2 separate regions of the Gossypium hirsutum genome follow, and region 2 is linked to region 1. The links are chromatin contacts, called in public Hi-C maps. All regions are on one chromosome and are shown on one strand. The core of a region is the stretch at or near the end of the contact, and the rest is flanking DNA. Distances in the headings are between cores, read along the strand shown. Region 1 overlaps LOC121208361 (a long non-coding RNA gene). Region 2 overlaps LOC107896860 (U2 small nuclear ribonucleoprotein A').

Region 1 (4,560 bases), core at 1,733-4,232:
TTCAGATTGCATATTACACTGCTGAGGTTGACATAGTAAAAATTTTCAGTGAAGAATTATTGGATTTGATGAAACCTTGGTTAGTATGTCTGGATTAATTGAAGGTCTTCTAGATGCTGTTGCCCTTAGATGCCTAGCACGAGCTCCCTTCTACCTATATCCTAAGGTGGAGCTTGTTTCCCGTTCATGGAGAGCTGCCATTCGTGGCTCTGAGCTGTTCAAAGCTTGGCAGGAGGTTGGCTCAGCAAAGGAACTTCTTTGAGTGTGTGCATACGATCCTTGTTTCTAGTAAAATTTGGATAATATTATTAATTTCTAGTATTAATTGTGGTTTGGAAGCTAATTTATAATTATTCAATCCTTGTTTTTTTTTATAACACAATTAGAAATAATTTAATTGACTTTGATTATTTTCAATTTATGACGGTTAATATTCTAGCTTAATAATTGAGAATATTATATATTTAATTTAATTTATTTATTTTTAAATAAATTATTACAATATATGTAAAAACAATTTAAAATATAAATTTATTAATTTATATATATATATGATAAACTCAATTAAACACCGAATAGATAATAAATTCTTAAATATATATTTGTTTAATTTAAAACAGCTTTATGAAATATTTTCAAGAAATCTGCCAAACAACAGAAAATATTTTACAAGATTCATCCAAATATTAAAAAAATAAATTATTTTTTAGAAATTATTTTTCGAAAAATATTTTACTGCTAAACAAACGGAGCTTTAGTGAATTGAGCTAATACTCCAACATAAGTAGGTAGAAGAAGAAGAATTCAGTAGCCATGCTGACCTATTAATTTAGCATCTGAACGCTGTAAACCAGTTGTTAGAACTACGTTAGACTAGAATTAATTTATAAAGAAAAGGACTACGCCAAAGCAGTACCAAACTCAGCACTCAAATTCAATGATACCATCTTTCATTCTAACTTCAATCTTAAAGTTCATGGATTATTTCAACTAATTATTACTCAAATTTTAATATTATTTGAATTACATATTTTATCACTTCAAACTTTAGATGGCAGTTTGACTTCAGTGTCAAACTTATTTAAAATATGCATATATGCATTAAATTGTAATTTTATTTCAACTTATCTCTCTCACTTAATTCTTTTTAAAAATTTACCTTAAATAATTAATGTATTTTTTAAAATTACTCATCAAATTATTACCTGCACTAGGCACTGGGCATGGTTGGCCCCCATTTGAAATTGTAAAACCCATTAGAGAGCCGTATCGACCATATAGGCCGCTAGATGTGCATAAAGTTGATGTAAAAATGAAAACTCTAGATTAACATACCTTTACATTAATTATAGTTTAAATATAGACGAAGTCAAAAGATTTTATTAGAGGTTAAATATATTTTTATGATAGTAAAAATATAATTTCATTATTTTAGTAGCTCGTATTTTTATAATTTTTAAAAAATTAAATTAAATTTTTATTATTTTTGAAAGTCAAGATATAATTTTATTATTGTCAATTTAAAATTTTATAAATTATAAAGAGACCTAAAATAAAATAAAAAAATCATTTTAGGGTGAATCGGGATCTCTGCCAGTCGCCGGCTTCACCACTGTGCATAAGGATATTTATTTATTTATTTATTATGTTTTAATATGAGTTAGTAATAAATTAATTTCAATAGATTATTTTTGGTAACTCTCATGATTTGTTTTAAAAAATGAGAAGAAAATATTTTAAAAATCTTATTTTTTATTAATGTTTTTATTTATCTTTCTAATTTCAAGTTTAAATTTATATAAATTATTTTTTATTTAATGTCTAATTATATAATACATATTATGACACAGTTTTAATCATTTCTCTAATGCCAAAAGGAGACAAAATTTCACATCTTTTTATGATAATATTAGTTAGAATCTTGAAATTAATATTATAAATAGGGTAATTACAAATCTTGGCATACGAAATAAAAGATAGATAACTATGATTTTAAGTCAGATTTGATAAACCCCATCACTTTCATCTAAATTTTAGAGATTTGAAGTCTGTTTATTTCTTGACAAGTTGTTCAAAGGTTTGCTCAACAAATCAATTTATATCACAATTTTTTTTTTAAACAGTTAGCTGTTAAACAAGCATCTCTGGGGAGCACTTTTTGTTGATTAAACCGCTGAAGAAGGAAGGAAAAATTTAGAAAGCTTTGATCTGTTTTTCTATAGAAACCATGTTATATAACCTTTAAGTTTTCTAGAGTATTTGTATTTGTTCGTATACAAATATTCAAATATAAGTATAATGTAATATTATTTAAATAAATTAAAATTTTTTAAAACAATTGCATATACTTATCGAACTAATCTTTCAGCATTAACATATACAACCTAAGAGAACCAGGCTGCTTTATTCAAAACCTATCCATTGTCATTGATATAATTCAGTCAATGTGCTAGCCTTCACCAAGAAGCATAGAGCAAATATATAGTCTATAAGTTATATTAGACGTCTCCCAATGCTAGTCTTTATCTAGCCTAAGTTTACTGGCACCTTAATTGAAAGCTTCAACTTAATGGAAAAAGGGGAAATGAATGCAACAAAAATATAATATTCAAGTCTCATATTTACTCCATTTCTGATTCTCTTGGACACAAGACATATTTATATGGATATCAGACTTAAGTCTCTGAGGCAAACTGATAATATTAAAGAAAAAATCTGCAAGAAGCATTGGTTCACGTTTCTTGCTTAAAAATCTTATCTACAATACATTTTCTTCATGTTCTTGTCAATTAAATTAGCTTAACTTTTCAAATGTTCCACCCATTTTGACGACTTCATCATGTTTCTATCTAAATTATTTTTGAAATTACATTTGTATTATTTATTGAAAAAGCTTTCAAAGGGGAGGCTATTGAAGCCTTGACGGATCAGGGTCAAGAAGATTTAATTACTATGGGCTCAGTATTGGTATTGGATCAGAATAAAGGGCTAGAAACACAAATAGTTGAGGGCAATGAAATGGACTTAAATGAGAAAGAAATGCAGATTCCAATCAATGAAGGGAACCCAAAGTTAAATCAAAATTCAACATTTTTATAAGAAATAGAGGAACCAAGGGATCGGGTTGCAGCATCTGAACTTGAAGAGGAACTTTTCCAAATAAGACAAAACAAAAGAAATAAGAAAGTGTTGAATGAGAGAATTAGATTTATGCAGAAGATTCAGGATACAGTGCTCACAACAAAAGAAAAGCTGAAGAGAGATAGGGGAATGAGAAAATTAAAGGGAAATGGGGATTCCAGGAACGACGAAAGCATAGCAAACCTATCGTTATCGGACTCAGACATCAGTAACAGAAGAAAAGTCATTGTTAAAGAAGCGAAGAAGACGTGGGAGGTGGGGAAAAAATTGGGGTTTAGTGTCCAAGGCGATGAGGAGATAGTAATCGAAGAGATAATGAGGATTGAAGGGCAGCAATAGGGAGCTATCAAAGACAGAGGGAGGAGGAATTCAGGATAATTGGTGAGTGGCTGGTTTACTGGATTTTACTTTATTTAATTAGTTCGATTGGAAATATGAGATTTGTCTCCTGGAATATCAAAGGGTTGGGGCCTGTAGCTAAAATAGAAGCTGTCAATAGATTAGTGAGAAAGACTATGGCAAATGTCTGCTTCCTTCAAGAAACTAAGTTAGAAATGGTGTCAATGGATTTAGTTAGAAAATTTTGGGGCGATGACTATTTTGAATTTAAATTTGCAGCTGCAATAGAAAGGTAAGGAGGATTGATAACAATATGGGATAAAGGTATGTTTACAACCAATATGGAGTTTAGTGGGAACAAATTTATTGTAATTGAAGGAAAGTAGGTGTGTGAAAGGATGAAGGCAGTATTGATTAATGTATATGCTCCTAACAATCTGTCAGATCAAAAAATTCTTTGGGAAGATCTATATGGGTTTAGAAGTAAATTTAGTAATGCATGGATAGTAGGTGGGGATTTTAACATGGTGAGAAATAGAAGTGAACGAATCATCTGTTCGGGCATAAAGAAGGGGTCAAAGGAGTTTGGTGACTTTATTGATAGATGTAAATTGGAAGATTTGCCGTTATTGGGGAAAAAGTTCACATGGATTGGTCCGGACAATAGACGTAGTAGACTTGATAGATTTTTACTAGAGGAAGAATGGTTGGTTCAATTGAAAGACTTACAACAGCAAGGACTAAACAGAACGATATCGGATCACATACTAGTTTTGTTGGTAAATGAAACAATCGACTGAGGACCAAGACCTTTCAAGTTAGTTAATGCATGGTTTAAAAAGCAAGATTGTAGGAGACTAATTGAGAATGAATGGTCGGGAATGGGTAGTTTAAAAGGGCAAATGGCAGTAAAACTCAAGGGAGTTCTCAAGAAATGGAATGTGGGTGCTAGCAATGTTTTGGAAAAAAGAATTATAGAAAGCGAAGATAGGATAAAGGAGATTGATGAAGCTAGCGAACATAGAATGTTGACCGAGCAAGAAATGAAGGAATTAAAAAATTTGAATGTCGAACTTTGGG
Region 2 (4,238 bases), core at 1,645-4,144, 240 kb before region 1:
TTACATATGTTTTAAGATTGTGGCTAGAGGCACCCACACTTTTATGCGCCCTCATCTAACCAGCAGCATTAATGGGAAGGAAATCATACATGTATGATAAGAAGTGTCTAAATGAGTGGTACTTTTGAGAATGCTTGAGCAACCTTCTGACATTAGTTACATTTGGCAGTAAGGTTTAAAATGTAAAAACAGTGTTTGTCAATAACTGGGACTGATGTCTGGACCATGTTGCTAAATTATTTTCTTGTGCACTAATTTTTAATTTGCCTGCATATTTGTGATCTTTTTGTGGCTTTAACTACATAAATGGTCATTGGTAATTCTTGTCATGTTTTAAATGACTTCTGCATCTTTTGTAGTGCATCACTATGGCTAAATTCTGATATGGTTTAGATTTATTTGGTATGCAGGCGGCTATTGTGAATTCTCAGACTTTGGAAGAGGTTGCAAGACTTGAAAAGGTGATTACTTAATTGCAGGAGTGGCTTTTAATGACAGTTGTCGTTTAGATTTCTTTCTTAATTCTAACTTCACATTCTGGATGTCTCTTTGCTTGAGCAGGCATTGCAGACAGGTCAACTTCCTGCAGATTTGAAGATTCCCGGTGATGATACCAATGCTGCTAAAGGCGGAGATGAAAAAAAGGTTTCTGATATTCAAAATGAGTCCAATGTTGAACCAGATAATATGGATGAAGACAAGAATGAAGAACCTGCACCCATGGAACAGGTATGTTGATATTTACCATGAGGATTCTGAATTTTATTTGTGCTCATATGAGCTTTTTGTGTAGATATTTTAAATTGTTTTGGCTTATTGGAAGGTTTGGTACATGCATCCTTATATGCATTCTGTTTTAAAGCTTAAACCGAAACTTGAATGCTATAACAGTTATTCGCAAAGATTTTTTTCAAGATAATAAATTTACCTTAATGACTTATGGTAACAAATCTGTTTTTATGTATTTTTATTTGTTTTAATGGACCCTTTATTAATTACTTGGTTAAAATTAATTTAGATGTCTTTATTTTTTTAATAGTTCTTATCTCCCTTAAAATTGTCTCTGCTTGACTTTTCATGGTCAAGCATATCCAGCTTTGAACTCTTTTATATATACGTGTTTTAAACGATCCTTTATTATTATTTTAGTTAAAGTTAATTTAAATGACTATATATTTGCTACTACTTTGATATAAAAGTTGTTATTGATTGATTTTTCATGAAGTATATCCAATTTTAAGCTCCTTTTAGTTTGAACTTGTAAGTGATTAAATGAAAAAAAGAAAAGAATTTCCGAACTTTTGAGTGAGGGAGTTTATATATGTACTATATAGAATTTGATCGCTAAAATACAAAATAGTTTTAAGACAAAATTGATCAGTCAAAAGTCGAATAGTTTTGTATCTCCATGATGGTGAGAATATACTTTTTGTTGATGTATCTCCATGATGCCTGTATCCTTATTTTGTAAAAATCACTGTCATATAGTTTCTTTTTCTGTATTGCATCCTGTGTATGTGTGCATGCATATTTTTAAAAATGGCTGCCCGACTTAATTTAAGTGTTAGGTAGAATGGGGTTTGGGTAATTTCTGCCCCATATATTAAAATAAAAACAAAAAGGGAAACAGCTAAAAAGTTATAAATGATCTATCTATTAACTAGCTTAAAAGATACAAAGCATCCTTGAGCTCAAATTTGACTTATAACAAAGCTTGAAAATAAAAGGTCAGCTAGACCATTTTTAAGTTTGATGATTGAGCTAAAAATGGTTTGAGTGTTGAGAAAATTTTATTAAATTTTGTCTGGGATTGTAGTTCAGTGCGAAGTTGCTCAGATCCTTAGACTTCATAGACAAATTTTCATGACAAGTTAGTTTCATGTGTGATCAATATATAGATGATTTTATGTGTTTTATCTTGAAGTAAGTTTCACGTATATGAATGTATTGATGTTTCTAATATGTGTTCATGTGCCATGTATGGTTAATATGGTAAGTGGTCTCATTATTTATTTATTTATTTATTTTATTTGTTGTTTCAGGAATAGCAGCCAATCAGTTGGGTGCATTGTTGAATGGCAACAAAGGATTTGGGATATCGATTTTCGTAGTCTAAAGGATAGTACTCAGCTCTATTTTGTTTGGATATTGAGATATGGATTATAGCTCCTTTGTTGTGCTACTGGTTTTGACATAGTTGTGAATGCATCTGGCGTGGATTTTATTAAGTTGATCCTTTGGATATTAGACTTGGTGCAAAGGTGATGGGAGCGGAACGCCCAGAGATGGTTGAGAATATGATTCTAAACATCGAATCAAATTACAAACTCCAATCTTATATTCACATTATAAATTTCAATTTAATTAAAAGTGATAATTATCTCATTGAAAAGAAACATCTAATTTAACCCAACATGATTTGTGGTTAAGTATTCTTTCAGTTTCAAAAGAAATTGGAAGCACCTGGATCTGATGTAAATTCGAGAGGTAAAAAATTGTGCAAGAATCGCTTGTGAAAGAATGCCCTCTTTGGCTCTTTGATAGAAGGAGCTGTTAGGGGAATGGGATTGATGGAAGAATTGGACAAAGACTGTTTGGGACGAATACGCTGCTAGTCTTTTGGATGCGGGATTTCCGCTCTTAGGGGAATATCCGCACTTTTAGTCCACTCTGAGACATCTATTAGACCGTGGGGCATGAACACGAAGGGTCGACTTTCACGTGCCTTAGAGGAGAAATTGACTTTTTTCTTTTATTTTATTTAAATTAATTAAATTGTAAATTTTGGGCTGGAAATTTATTTGGGTTTTCGTTGCCATCGTATGGATATGAGCTTTAGGCATTTAAATTTTGGGTATCGACATTAGTTTTTATTTATTTAAGAAATAGATCAGTTTATACTGTTTGAAAACTCAAAACCCAGCACCGATTGATGAAATCACAAAAAATGATATGTTTGACCTACACTTATCATGGATTCTGACATTCAACTTGGTCCAAAGTTGTGTCTGAAAAATGAGAAGATTTCAATAAAAAATTAGATTTAAAAAATAGATTTGGGAAAAAAAATAAAATTTATTTAGAAAACAAGTTAGTTCTTGGGTAAGGTTTATTTTTGGTCTAGGTTAAATTAGGTCAAAATTTGCAAAAAGAAACTGCTGTTGTTTTGCTGTAACGTCACAAATATTGCTACTATTTTGTTATTATTATTTGGTTATTGTATAATTATTGTTTTATTTTTAATTTTACTACTATTTTATTGGTATTTTCTTGTTAAGTTGTACTTATCTTAGAATTATCTAAGTATAAAGACTATTTTTTTTAAAAAAATATTTTCAATTTGTTGAGAAATATTTTTTTAAATATTTTTTGTATATTTGACGTATTATATTTTTTAAATTTATTTTTATATATAAAAATAATATAAAAACCAATACGGGCGGGCTAGTCCAGGCTCGGGTTTTAACTTTTTTATTTGGGCTAGGGTTAAACAAAATTTTAGGCCTATTTTTTGGACCGAGTCAAGCCTGTGCCTATAAAGCCGACTTGAAATTTTGTTACTGACTCAACCCGACCCGACCCATATCACCTTTTAACTTAACCAAATAAATTGATAAATGACTTAATTTAGTTAAATTAATTCGACTTATTTCGATTTAATCAGTTAACGGGTTTTTACACCCCTATTCATTCATAACAACAAATACCTCAATCAGTCAATTGCCAAAAGAAAAGAAAAAAAAAACAGAACACAAGCAACAAAAAGGCCAGGGCCATATGAATTTCTTAATAGACTTTTTACTTGGGTTCATGGTTTTTGATGTTTCACCATTTTAAAGTAGTTTTTTTTCTTTAAAAAATTCGGTTAAATTATATTAGTTGAATGGTTGAAGCAATCAAATCTTAGTTTAATAGGTGGATCCATTTCAAATTTCACAATATTGGCCATGGTAAGCTTTATTATATAGTAATGTATAAGCCACAAACATGAAAATGAGTGAATTAAGTGATAAGTTTATATTATTACCAGCTATACCTAGTTCAGGTCGATTGTATATTTACTAACATCTCTCACTAATGCAGCAAATATCAAACCCTGTTGATTCAACTGTTGATTCAAGTAAGGATGGAGTAAAATTAATAAAGTTGAAGATGCTAAAGTAGTGATTTTTTTAGGCAAAATTTGAGACCAACTTTGAATGGGATCCTCTTGGTTGATTATCCAATATGAATATGTA

What was found. A called contact is a pair of places that touch in the nucleus more often than the background predicts.
Region 2: a Hi-C map of leaf shows a contact between it and region 1, with 4 times the contacts expected there. The contact joins two enhancer-like sites. A contact is called at or near these places in 18 of 34 Hi-C or Micro-C datasets (anther, callus, fibers and 4 more).

Annotation. Positions count from the first base shown.
Region 1 is chrA10:89,452,388-89,456,947 of Gossypium_hirsutum_v2.1, reverse strand. LOC121208361 (a long non-coding RNA gene) reads left to right here. Exons shown (of 5, transcript XR_005903350.1): 5 at 6-417. Among protein-coding and RNA genes, the nearest start is that of LOC121208361, 4.3 kb to the left of the region's middle. Within about 2 kb of position 2,982, at least 5 of the 9 cell types and tissues checked have an H3K27ac peak or open chromatin away from gene starts, as enhancers often do. A contact at or near this core is called in fibers and leaf, where this site is marked.
Region 2 is chrA10:89,695,402-89,699,639 of Gossypium_hirsutum_v2.1, reverse strand. LOC107896860 (U2 small nuclear ribonucleoprotein A') reads left to right here. Exons shown (of 8, transcript XM_016822156.2): 6 at 411-461; 7 at 562-729; 8 at 2,043-2,228. The coding sequence ends at 2,048. Among protein-coding and RNA genes, the nearest start is that of LOC107896860, 7.4 kb to the left of the region's middle. Within about 2 kb of position 2,894, at least 7 of the 9 cell types and tissues checked have an H3K27ac peak or open chromatin away from gene starts, as enhancers often do. A contact at or near this core is called in fibers and leaf, where this site is marked.